Regions from separate parts of the Mus musculus genome. Here region 2 is linked to region 1. The links are chromatin contacts, called in public Hi-C maps. All regions are on one chromosome and are shown on one strand. Each heading gives the region's core, a stretch centred on a gene start, on an enhancer-like site or on the middle of the called end of the contact. The rest is flanking DNA. Distances are from core to core; before and after follow the strand shown. Region 1 has its middle 31 kb from the start of Tas1r2. Region 2 overlaps Pax7 (paired box 7).

Region 1 (6,110 bases), core at 2,045-4,544:
ACTGAAGCCACTTCTCTGTGGAGCAGGTGGGAAGACATTCTACCCGCCCTCTTCAGGCACTTCTCATATCCCATGAGCTCGCACCACCCTGGGGACTCTAGGCCAGGAGACACCACAGTTCAGAAAGGCAAGGGTCTGCGCAGGGTCAGTGCAGCCCAATGGTCAGTGCACACAGCCCTGATGGCCTGTCCTGGGCTGTGCACATCCCACGAGTCCCCACTACCGCCCCATCGCCTGTCAGGCTCTGAGAAGCAGCCTTCTCCTGTGTCACAGAGAGGGAAATGAAGGTGTTCAGAAACACATTTTGATTGATGTCATCTAGTTTATAAGAGGAGACCTGGGCTTTCAGCCTTTAGCCTGGACAGAGGTTCTATACTTGAGACAAGCCCTGCCAAGCACTGCAGTGGCAAAGGAGACTGGGGGCAGGAATACACAGAAGGGACAGGCCCGAGGGGCCTTGTACAGGGACTCAGTACAAACTCTCTTCTCTACGTGGCCAAGCTGTCTAGGCTAAAAACTATGCTGCTTTTCATAATGCCTGCTACACGCTGGACATCATCCGCAGAACCACCAGACCCTCTCCCCACCCCCGAATATTCTCGTAACTACATCCAGGCCCTTTGTTTGTTTGCTTCCTTTTCTGAGATAGCATCTCCCTCTGTGCGGGTGCTGAGCTTGAACTCAGGACCCTCCCGCCTTAGCCTCCTGACTGGCAGGCTGAGAGGCATGTGCCACCAAGCTGGGCTTGCATCTTAGGATCGTTCAGGCTCAAATCAGATATGGACCATTTCTGCTGATGTTTCTCACCCCAGGCAGCACACACACTCATACTCACACACACACACCACTCAACACAACACACATACATACAATATACACACATACACAACAACACACATGTATACATACAGAACACACGCAACATACCACACACACATATACCATGCATACAACACAACACACACACATACAACACAACACATACATACAACACACATATACTTCACAAACACAACACACACATACAGCACAGCACACACATACAATACACATACAACACACAAAACACACACACACACAACACACACATACTATACACACAACACACACACATACAACACACACACACAAAACACATACTTGTAAAACATACACCCAACATACCATGCACACACCACACACAACACATACATATACCACACACACATACAACTCACACTACCTGCTATCCTAAGGTCAAATCCCTTGAGGAGGGCCTGGCCCTTGCTTGGCCAACACCTACCTCCCACTCATGGCTCTCTCTGGCAGGAAGGTGCTCTCCCCATAACTATGTCCCACCTCACCCCACAGGCCTCAGCACTAACACCAGCCCTCAGACCCGAGTCACTTTCCCTCCGTCACCCTGTCTCACACACGCCAGCCACTGCTCACCTGGTCTTGGGTAGGCTGACCCTCACTCAGCACTGTTCCTCCACTGGCTTGGACAAGGGTGGGTCTCATGGTGGGGACTTCCACCCCGGACACTAACGCTCTGGTCCCTATGACACCAGCAAGTTCCTCTCCACACAGAACCTCAGTTTCCCTATCTGTGTACCAAGGGTGTTAGGTACACACAGCACGCAGATGCACTAGTGTCACCCATAGCAATAGTGACAGAGCGGCCCCCTGCTGGTTTTGGAAGACTCTAGTGAGTGCCCAACCTGGATGGGGTATCTAGGTCCTGGGTCAGCCTGAAGTGGCCATTCTCTTACACAGAGGTCAATGGCAGCTCAAACCTGACTTTCACACTGCCCTGTTCTTCAAGCCACCTTGTTGTTTACACCTCTTGGGATTTTAAAAAATCCTGTTATTTTCATTCTGTGTATGTGTGTATTGTTTTGCTTGTATGTATGTATGTATGTATGTATGTATATGTAAGAGCCTGTGGAGGCCAGGAGAGGTCACTTGATCCCCTGGACTGGAGATGCAGACAGTTGTGGACGCTAGAATTGGACCCAGCCCTCTGCAAGAGCAGCTGAGTCTCCTATTCAGTCCCTTGGTCTTGATTCCCGTCATTCTCTAAGAAAGGGTTGTGATAAACGCACACGTGTACATGCACACAAACACACAGGAAACACAAATATAAACATAAATATATGCACACACATAAGCTGCATGCATGTGCACACACAGGCATCCATCCACATATCTCTCCACACACGGCTGAGGCACAAGAGTCCTTACACACCCATCCCCTCACAATCCCGCAGCCTCCTATGCACACAGGCACAGACTCAGGCACCCATGTGCCCAAACCAACACAGCTGCCCTGTGCTCATCTCTGCTCTTGCTTTCTGTCTCACACACATGTCAAGTTTGACAGAGGCCATGACACCCATGACATGTAAAAACACATGAGGTACTAGAACCTAACTAGGCTGCACATTTGCATGACACTTTAATATAAAACAGCTTTGTGCTCTTCCATGTGTCTCCATGTTTTGTGTGCATATCGAGTGTCTGTCTGCCTGTCCATCTGTCCCAGCTCTCCAGTCCCTGGAGAAGGGAACCTGAGAGGCCCAAGAATGAGACCAACATCGCCATCTGCTGTCAGCTTCTGGGACTGCCCTTCAGAGAACACATGGGGTCCAATGGGATCCATTTCTGAAGGACCCCAGAGGCCAAGGCATGACCCTGAGAACCAGTGGGAGTTGCAGGAACATCCCTGCCCTGTGGCCTCTAATAGGTTTCGTCTTTAGAGCAACCTGGGAAGAGCTCCTCCCTTCAGGGTTCATAACTGGGGAAACTGAGGTTTCAAGTCCAGCGCTGACTAGGTAAAGAGATCATGGGATTTCACTCAAAACACATCCCTCAAATTCTAATTCTGCTTCACGTTCTCAGGCTGAGTACCACCCTCCCTGTGGGCGAGGACTGGCTGGCACAGATAACGAGGCTGGCAGTTGGGTGAAGTGGCTTGGAAGTATGGAGGCCCCGGGGCAAAGAACATGTGAGGCCACAGAAGTAGATACCCATATTCAGGGCTCTCACTGAACACTGCAGACAGGCTGGTCCAGCAAGCCTGGAATGGTTTGTCCTCGTTATCAACGCGACCGGTTTGGAAATAATGAAAACATCCTTTTGGACAGGTCTCTAGAGACATTTAAGTGACCTGGGAAGACTCACCCTGTGGGCGGCACCATCCTGTGGGTGGCAGTACCCTGTGGGCGGAGCCATCCTGTGGGTGGTACTACCCTATGGGCGGAGCCATCCTGTGGGTGGTATTACCCTGTAGGCGGAGCCATCCTGTGGGCGGTACTACCCTGTGGGTGGCGCCATCCTGTGGACCGCATTATCCTGTGGCCTGGGACCTTGGACCCGTCTCTCACTGGGTTCTGACTACAGATGCCACGTGACCCATGTTGGGCCCTATTTGGCCTTGGTTTGGGCCTTGAGGACAAACCAAAGCCTGGCTCAATTTTTGAGACCTGTCATTCTCCTCCTCTTTGAGAATGACTCAGCATGACCTACCGGCCGGAATGAGACTGCCTCTGCCTAGCTACCACTGATGTGTCAATTTCTTATAGGCCCCGTGAGATCACCTCGCACCCCCTCATCACCTCACTCCACCCCATAGGTCATCTCACCCCATACCCCTATCCCTACCTTATTGACTTCTCTATATAAGTAAGTGCCCAGTTTAGTAAAGTGAGGTCCTTCTTTGACAAGACTCCCTGCCTGGGCCATCCCACTCAGCCCCAGACAGACCAGGCTGGACCGGGTTCTCTCCTCTCTCCTGGACCTGCTGGCAAAGAGCCGACAACCGGCCAACTCACTCTGCCCACATGCCTTCCCCACCATGATAGACTGCACCTCATGAACTAAACCATGAACCAAATAAGGCCTTCTCCCATTTAAGTCATGTCTTACCAGGTATTATGCCCTAGTAACAAGGAAGGTGACCAAATACACCACCCCTGTGACAGACAGGTCACTGAGTCTGGAGAGGAGCTGGGATGAGCCCTATCCCAGGACCCAATTGTCTAGCCCAAAGCTCTCCCTTCCCCCAAACCTGGCTCCCTTCTTCCCTTTGGTTGAGTAAGTGGGGGGCGGGCTGGGAAGAAGAGGGTGATCAGGAGAAGGGATAGGATGACAGTGGGGGGTGAATAGGGTCAAAGTACATTGTATGCATGTATGAAATTGTGAACTGTAACTTTCATTTTTCCAAACCTATTTTTAATGATGGTTCTTAAATGCTTTACCCTTCCTTGTAGCCCACCACCCACCAGAGGTAGTGGGAAAAAAAGGATGCGAGGCAAGTGGACCTGTTTAGAAATGTGGTTTTTGTTTTGTTTTGTTTTGTTTTGTTTTGAGCAACTCCCTCCTGTGCTGTCTGGAGATCTGCAGTTCAGATCAGCAGACAGCAGCAGCTCGATCCACTCGCAAACACTTCATGGATACAGAACAGTCCAGTTCGGTAGAGTCGGGATAGCAAACACGAATCAGCAGTGGTGACACTACCTAGCAGAGACAGCCAGGCCTCAGCCTTGGCACAAGTCAGCAGCAAGAGGGACACCAGGAAAAGTTTTGGGCTGTGCCTCTCTCTGGGAAGTGAAGATCAGCAAAGACTTGAGATCCAAGCATTGCACAGCTGGTTCTAGAAGCAAGCCAAGCTCAGCCTTCGTCACCATCCGTCAAGTCCTTTTATACTCTCTCCAAACATCACTGTGTCCTCCACAGGTCTTGCCTCAGCATGGGTCTTGCTTCAGCACATGCGTCTGTCTCAGCTGACATTCCCTCTGCCAATCAGCCCAAGTCCGCAGAAGCAGCAAAAAACTGCAGCACACCACCAGAAGAGTTTCCCTCTATGGAGTCCTGACAAATGCAGCTCAACTATGCGATGTAAGGCAGACCGATACATGTGTGTTGTTAGCAAAGAATCCTTCATCATGGGTCCTTTCACATGCTTGTTTTAGCAGAACATCCTCTCTCCTGTGTCTACTTTAGCCAAACATTCCTTCACAAGTCTGCCTTAGCCTTTCACCTACATCCACTTCAGCTAAACGTTCCTTCCCGTGTTTGCTCCAGGCAAACACCATCCAACTGACTTTCCAAAGAACCCTTAAGTTTCCACTTCAGTGAAGGGAAAGTAAGGATTGGAAAAATTCATCCTGGATGTCACCATGACCACTGTCTCAGCTAGGGTTTCACTGCTGTGAGCAGACACCGTGACCAAAGCAACTCCTATAAGGACAACATTTGATTGGGGCTGACTTACAGGTTCAGAGGTTCCGTCCATGTTCAAGGTGAGAACATGGCAGTGTCCAAGCAGGCATGGCGCTAGAGTAGCTGAGAGTTCTACATCTCTATCTGAAGGCTGCTAGCAGAATATTGACTTCCAGGAAGCTAGGATGAGGTTATTAAAGCCCCCACACCCACAGTGGCACACCTACTTCAATAGGGTCACATCTACTCCAACAAGGCCACTCCTCCAAATAGGGCCACTCCCTGGGCCAAGCATATACAAACCATCACAACCACCATCACCAACGCTGTCACCATCAGCGCTGTCACCATCACCACCGCTGTCACCATAATTCTATCATCACCACCCTCATCAGCATCACCCCCATTATCACCATCAGCACCATTATCATCCTCATCAATAACGACACCATACTCAATGCATCCATGACCATCTCTGTCATGCCCCTATGGCCACCTAGCTAACTTAAACACATCACTAGCATCTCCACCATGATCCTCTGCCCAGGGTGGCTGAGATGCATCTAGGAGGGACTGTACCAGGGAACAGAGAACCCCATGTGGGTGACACTGAACCTGGACACTCCTGGAGAGTCGCCAGTCAGCGGGGCTGATTAAGGAGGTGGTACAGCTTTGTTGGAGAATGCACATCACAGGAGGCAGGCTTTGAGAGCCACAGCCTTCCCTCCTTCCCTTTCAATCTCTCGGCTTTGTGTTTGTAGTAAGGGATGTGAGCTCTCAGCTGCCTGTTCTGGCCAACCTGCTGCCATGCCTTCACCGCCATTATGGACTCCCACTTAGGAAATGTAAGCCAAAATAAACTCTTCTGCAAATCACTTAGGTCATGGTGTTTGTCACAGCAACAGGAA
Region 2 (6,110 bases), core at 1,423-3,922, 79 kb before region 1:
TGTGCAATCAGCCAGAGACCCTGTCAAAGGCCTCTTTCAGTATGCGTGGGTCCCCGGTGTACCCCCATAACACCAGCATCTCGACCCCCTTTTCTTTATAACGTGACTCTGAAACAAAGTATGCTGGTACATGCCGATAGTCCCATTACTTGGGAGGCAGAGGCACGGACATTGTCATGAGTCTGAGGGAAGCCTGGAGCAAAGCATGAGGGTCAGAGACCCCCCCGCCCAGCACCTACCTAAAATACCTAAAAACCTGGATGAAGTTGTGTACACTTGTAATCCAGTACTGCAGAAACAGGCTCAGAAAGAGCCCTTGGGCTCTCTGGACATCTGGTCTACCCAGAACAGCAAGCCCAGGTTCGCTTGAGGGGGCTGGAAAGATGGCCCAGTGGTTAAGAGCACCGGTTTTTTTCTCCTAGAGGTCACGTTCGATTCTCAGCAACTTCGTGGCAGATCATAACAGTCTCTAACTCCAGGATCTGATGCTCTCTTTTTTCTGTGGGCACGGAATGCATCCGTGGCACACAGACACACCCATACATGCATGCATGCACACCCAGACATGCACACACCACTCCCTTTAAAAAGGAAAAACAGAAATGACTGTCAAGAGTATCTGCCTGGAATGGCACAAATAATTTGTCCCCAGACATCTCAGAGCTGGGAGGTACCCCAGAATAGCTTCTAAAAGACACCCCGGAATACCCTGTCTTACTTGGCACCTGGAGAGGCCAACAAACCTTGGCTGCCAGAGAGACTTGGCTTATTAGGCTACTCTGAGATCAGGCCATGTCTGGACAGTGCCTGGTAAGTCACATATCCAAAGCAGAGACAGAGGTAGTCTTATGGGTGAGGTAACAATGACCAAAGAGACAGGAGACCCATCCTGCCATCTCTCTGTCCCTCCACCCTGCTGTGGCTCAGACCCCAGCTCTCCAGGTCCAGAGGACTACTTGAGCTAAGTTGGCCCGAGGCCAAATGAGCAAGACCCTCTCATCAGACCAGGGCTTTCTGACCAGAGGCGTCAGAGGATTAAGGTCCCATGAGGGCCCTGGCAAGTGTCTTATCATAAAGGCGACATGTCCAGGCTGAAATGGAGCCTCAGCGCCTAGGGGCAGAAGTTCCTGATCCCCACCCAAGGGGACTCCTTACTCTCTCAGCCTCAGACATTCCCTCCCTGCCTGAAACTCTTCCCTGAGCGCCCTGGGGCTCACCCGACTCCCAGACAACTTCATTCTTTTAAAAGGTCTCTGGGGGTGAGGTAGCTGCTGCCTTGGGGTTCTGCCATGCTTTGAGCCACTGAGAAGCAGGTCTGATACCGTTGCTGTATATAGTGTCTGAAGTAATGGTTCTGTTTGGTTTTCACTGTGTTGGGCATAGAACTCTGTGCCTTATACACTCTGTACAAGTGTGCAACCACTGGACTACATCCTGAACCTTGTTTTGTTTTGTTTTTTTGAGACAGGCTTTTACCCCATAGTATAGGCTGGCCTGGATCTCGCTATGTAGTTCAGGATGGCCTCAAAATATATATAGCTAGGTTTACAGGAATGCGACTCTATGCTCAGCTTGGCAAAGCACTTCCGTCCCCAATATCTGTCTATATGATGGTAGCTGAACACTGAATGTCAGTCTGCACATTTTGCTGACTCTCATGAAGTCCAAGGCAAACATGTTTGGGAAATGTCAGAATCCAAAACCTAGCTCTACTGTGGGGCAGATGTCATCCCCCTCCCTCCCACCCACCCCACCCTCCACCCCCCGTCCATGGGCTATCTCAGTAGGAGGGACAGGCTTGTCAGTTGTCAGTCACCATCACTGTGGCTCTCTTTAGAGGATCTCCAGTGATACTGTGCCCTGAAGGTGTACCAGCTAGGTGCCCTCTTGTGCTTTCCTATCCCAGAAATCCCAACTTAATGCAATCCACCCTGGGCAGCAGAGGGTGAAGAAAGGAGGGCACATGAGAGGGGGTCCCCAGACCAAGGACCAAGAGGAAATGGCAAGGGAGTGAGACAGCCCAAGGGCTATTCAACCATGAGGTCCATACGAGCTCTCTTGACCATCACTTGGACGAGGCTGGACCAGGAGGTGTAGTGGGGATGGGGGGGGTGAGGAGTAGACAGAGGGAACAAAGAGGAGAAGGTACATATGTATGGACAGACGGACCAGAGAGCCAAAAGTACATGTGTATGGACAGACAGACCAGAGAACAGCACAATGAGATACTGAAGGGAGAAGGAAGAAGGGTCTGAAGTGACATGCACAGTCATGGAGAGAGAAACAGAGACAGAGAGAGATGGAGGGGTGTGGGAGAAAGAGAGAGGACTGAAGGGGCAATGGAGACTAGGAGCCAAGGCAAGAGGTTCAGTGACAGCGGCAGAGGCTGGGAGAGAAGCAGAGAACACAGGAATCTTTGCGTATAGTGGCAAAGGCTGCTGGAGGAAGGGTCAGAGCTCTCCCTCAGGAGCCTGGGCGGGAGGGCCCAGAGCTCAGGCAGGTGCAGGAGGGGCTGGAGAACCCCAGGAGGAGGAGACCCAGCATTGCTCCGTAGTAATGGGGCTGGGAGGGGGGAGACACAAATGGGAATTCCAGCCCACCAGCACCCCGCTGTGTGGCCTTAGGCTGCCCTGTCCGCCAGAGCAGCAACACAGGCTCATCTGTACCCCAACCCGCCAGAGCTAGCAGTGTCCCAGGCTCCCTGCAAGCACCGACCCCCCCTTCTACCCACCCATCCCCCGGCCATGGCAGGGACTTTTTCAGGGTTACCAGGCCTAAACCACAGATGGCCTAGCCTTCCAGCATGGCTGTGGCGGTCCCCAAGCCCCCCAGATCCAGGGGTGAGATGTCCTGCCCTTTTGCCAAGTGTTTTCCTTTAGTTCCAGATGCCACCCTGGCAGGTGCTTCCTGTGATTAATGTCACCACCCCCTAGCCCTAGGACCAGCTCTTCTTCCCCAAGCCACAGCTGGCTGTGGGTGGGCAGACTCCTGCCTGCCTTTTAGAATCCTCTCCTGGTCTCTCCCTTCCCTGGAACCCCCAATGGACATAGGGTATAGACTGGCTTGGACTCTGTCAGTTCACACAGAGAACCTCGAGTCACACGGAATCTCTTCACAGAACGGCAGTAGAGAGGACTCTGGATAGCTGGCAGTAGAGCCAAGATTAGGGGGTCTTGGTTATCTTAGGAGGTGGCTGTCAGATTTGGGGACCACAGCTAGAGTAAAACCTGATCATGTCAATCAGAGAACATCCTTTGAATGAGAAACAATGCTTACCAGCTGAGTGATCTTAAGCAGCTGGCTAGACCTCTCTGGGCCTCCAAAGTCCTAGGTACTCTGAGGATTATGGGTGTGCCTGGTCTGGACCTGCAGTCAGAAGACAATAATTTCAATTATGTACAGATGAATTTGGAAGTGCAGCTGACTCCATGGTCATAGAGAGGGGTGTGTGGATTGGAGTTGGGGGTATTAGTTTAGTATTCTAGTTTCTCCCCCACATCCCCCCTTTCTCTCCCCTTCCTGCATAACCATATTAACTAAGGCATTAGCATCCCTCCCCAGCCAGTGAGCCCCTATCTCTAGCTGCATCTCTCCAGCCCGAGGATGGCAACAGACAAAATCTCAGCTCAGTACCCAGCCTCTTGTTTGTTTGCTATGGAGCCCTCCATGCCGTGGGCACGTTTTTTTTTGCTAATTTTGTAGCTGCCTTTATCAAACGGGGATTCACGGGCGCCTTAGCCTTGATAAGTGGATTAGTCTCTGCGCTAAACAAGGAGGTGTGGGGCGTGGGGGGGAGCTGTGCCACAAAGATGTTTGTTTCCGGAAGAATGGAGCCTGCGTTCTCTGCCCTGTGAGGGGCATCGGAGACGCTGGAAGGGCCATCTGCGTGCCTTGTCTCAGGGCTTGGAGCTGCAGCTTAGAACTTGCTACAGAGTAACCAGGGAGCCAAGAGGAGGGGCCGGGACTTGCAGGGGGTGTGTGTGGGGGTGAGAGGTGGGGGGAGACTTTGGATTCTTTCCAGGCTTATGATCCACCTGGGCTCAGCATGCTGAACATGGGAGCACCTGCTTGGGCGGCAAGACTCCTGTGGTCGTCCCTCTCTTCCCTTACCCTCCAGCCTCCACTTACCGAAGCCCTTCCAAGAGCTCCATTGTGACTTGGCTAGGGATGCAGACTCAGCTTTGCAGACTTCTCTAGTGCAACAGTGACAAATTTGCAGGCCCTGGCACTCTGGAAGCAAGAGGTTTGTGTCTGCTCAGAGATTCTAGAATGTTCCTTGGGGGCTTCCTTGGTTGGTGATCTCTGAGGAATGGCTATTTGGGGTCACGGGGTATCATCCAGTCACCCCAGGTTATAGCTGGAGACCAGGGGCATTACCTTTAAAAATGTATGCGAGCTCATCTTTGCTGTCAGAGACACTAGCATCAGGGCAAGTTGACCCGTGGTCTCTAGGAAGTTCCACCATGGTTAGCTTAGCCTGGGACTCTTCCCGGCTTGCGATGGCCTACCAGATGTTGAAACAGAGAGAGGAAGTGAATTTCTGGGTGACTAAGGCAAGTCACAAATATCAGTAGAGTCAGGGAAGACTCTGAAGCAGGCATAGTCTTTAGAGGTCAAGGCAGGAGGCAGCCAGAAAGGTTTGCTGGGTAGGGGTCGGAAAGAGTCCCTGCAGAAGTCTAGAGATGAAATAAGATATATTGGATATATATTGGACCAGTACTTGGTCCAAATAAACAGTGAAGGCTTGTTGAGAAAGTAGGGTGTGGGGACCCCCCCCCCAGTGGTTCCTTTGCCCTGGCCCTTGTGTAAGTGGTTGGGGTGTTTAGATCTCTACTCTGTGTTGGCTGAGGGGCGAGAACAGCAGAGGTGCTTTGAGAGAGAAGGGACGGGTGGAGCAGACTGCCTCAGGCCCTCAGCTGGTCCTTAGCCGCTCAGTCTCCCAAGCTGCCTCCAGCTGAGTGTGATTTTGCTATTTATTTACATGTAATTATTGCTATGAGGTGCAGATATTAACGCTGTCAAGAGCAATTTGCTCTGACATTTTTCACTCCCTCAGTGCCCCCGCCACTCTTGATGGGGCCCAGGGCTCTCCCAGCTTAGCCACCGAGCACCCGCTCGGTGGCCCGGCCCAGAACCACCCAGCCGGCAAGGAGCTGCGTCAAAGAGTTCACTGGGCTCTTCTGCAAACCCATTAAGCTTTGAAATTGAATTTGGTCTGGGAGAGGGTGGGTGCTCCCCACCCTGCCACCGGTTCCACCAGCCAAGCTGGCCCTGCCTTACACAGACAAAACTGGGGGGGGGGCACAAAAGGGCCTGAGCTTGTGAGTGCAGGGGGCAGGGCTAAGGGCTTGAGGCTAGCAGAAGGCACCAGAGAGGATGGTAAAGACCTCAAGGCTCATTGTCAGAGAGGCCTCGGCCTCACAGATGCCTCAGGCTCGGCCCCACGGATTCAGCCTAAGATGGATGGGTCTGCTCACTCTCTCCTCACCATCTGGTCAGCCAGCAATGGTTGGGGCTGGGGTGACAGGAAAGCAGTAAGGTATAGGGAAGGGGCTGACCTGTGTTTCTCCCTGAGGACCCATCTAAAAACCCATAGGGTGGTGAACACCTGTAAGCCAAGTGTCAGGAGGTCGAGGCAGGAGGCCAGCTTAGCTCCAGGCCAGTGAGAGACTCTGACTCAAAACACATGGTAGATGGCCAGGCACATCTCCAATATCAGTGTGCATGGGCACACGCAGAGAGAAGGAAAGGGAAAGCCAGGTGGCCCTGGGGACAGGTGGCTCTACCCATGTCATAAGGACAGATTGCCTTGTAGCCAGTGAGGCCTCTGAGTCACTGTGGAGTCAGAACAGGAGCTGTGCTGACCCACAGTGAGTCCCTCTGATAGAACTTAGGAAAGGAATTGTCTTTTAGTTTACACCTTCTGGGTTCGAATCTCAGCTCCCCCAGTGACTGAGTCCATTGATCTACTACTTGGCTTCCTGGGGCCTCTGTTTCCTTGTCTTTGGAATGAAAACTTTGTAATTGTTTCTTTAAAAAAAAAAAAAGGATTGACGTGTGTGTGTGTGTGTGTGTGTGTGTGTGTGTGTGTGTACATGCAGGTGTGTAGG

Evidence for each region. Hi-C and Micro-C count contacts between places; a contact is called where the count stands out from the background.
Region 2: a contact with region 1 is called in a Hi-C map of muscle stem cells, with 3 times the contacts expected there. The contact joins two enhancer-like sites. A contact is called at or near these places in 2 of 15 datasets of contacts at CTCF or cohesin (large pre-B cells and pro-B cells), 18 of 484 Hi-C or Micro-C datasets (the 63-12 cell line, the AML12 cell line, B cells and 14 more), 3 of 115 datasets of contacts at active chromatin or transcription factors (embryonic stem cells, large pre-B cells and stem cell-derived neural progenitor cells) and 1 of 9 other capture datasets (embryonic stem cells).

What each region holds. Positions count from the first base shown.
Region 1 is chr4:139,681,290-139,687,399 of GRCm38.p6, reverse strand. No RefSeq gene overlaps it. Among named protein-coding and RNA genes, the nearest start is that of Tas1r2, 31 kb to the right of the region's middle. Within about 2 kb of position 3,294, at least 15 of the 459 cell types and tissues checked have an H3K27ac peak or open chromatin away from gene starts, as enhancers often do. A contact at or near this core is called in muscle stem cells, where this site is marked.
Region 2 is chr4:139,759,818-139,765,927 of GRCm38.p6, reverse strand. All of the region lies in intron 7 of Pax7 (paired box 7), which reads left to right. Among named protein-coding and RNA genes, the nearest start is that of Gm42334, 28 kb to the right of the region's middle. Within about 2 kb of position 2,672, at least 5 of the 459 cell types and tissues checked have an H3K27ac peak or open chromatin away from gene starts, as enhancers often do. A contact at or near this core is called in muscle stem cells, where this site is marked.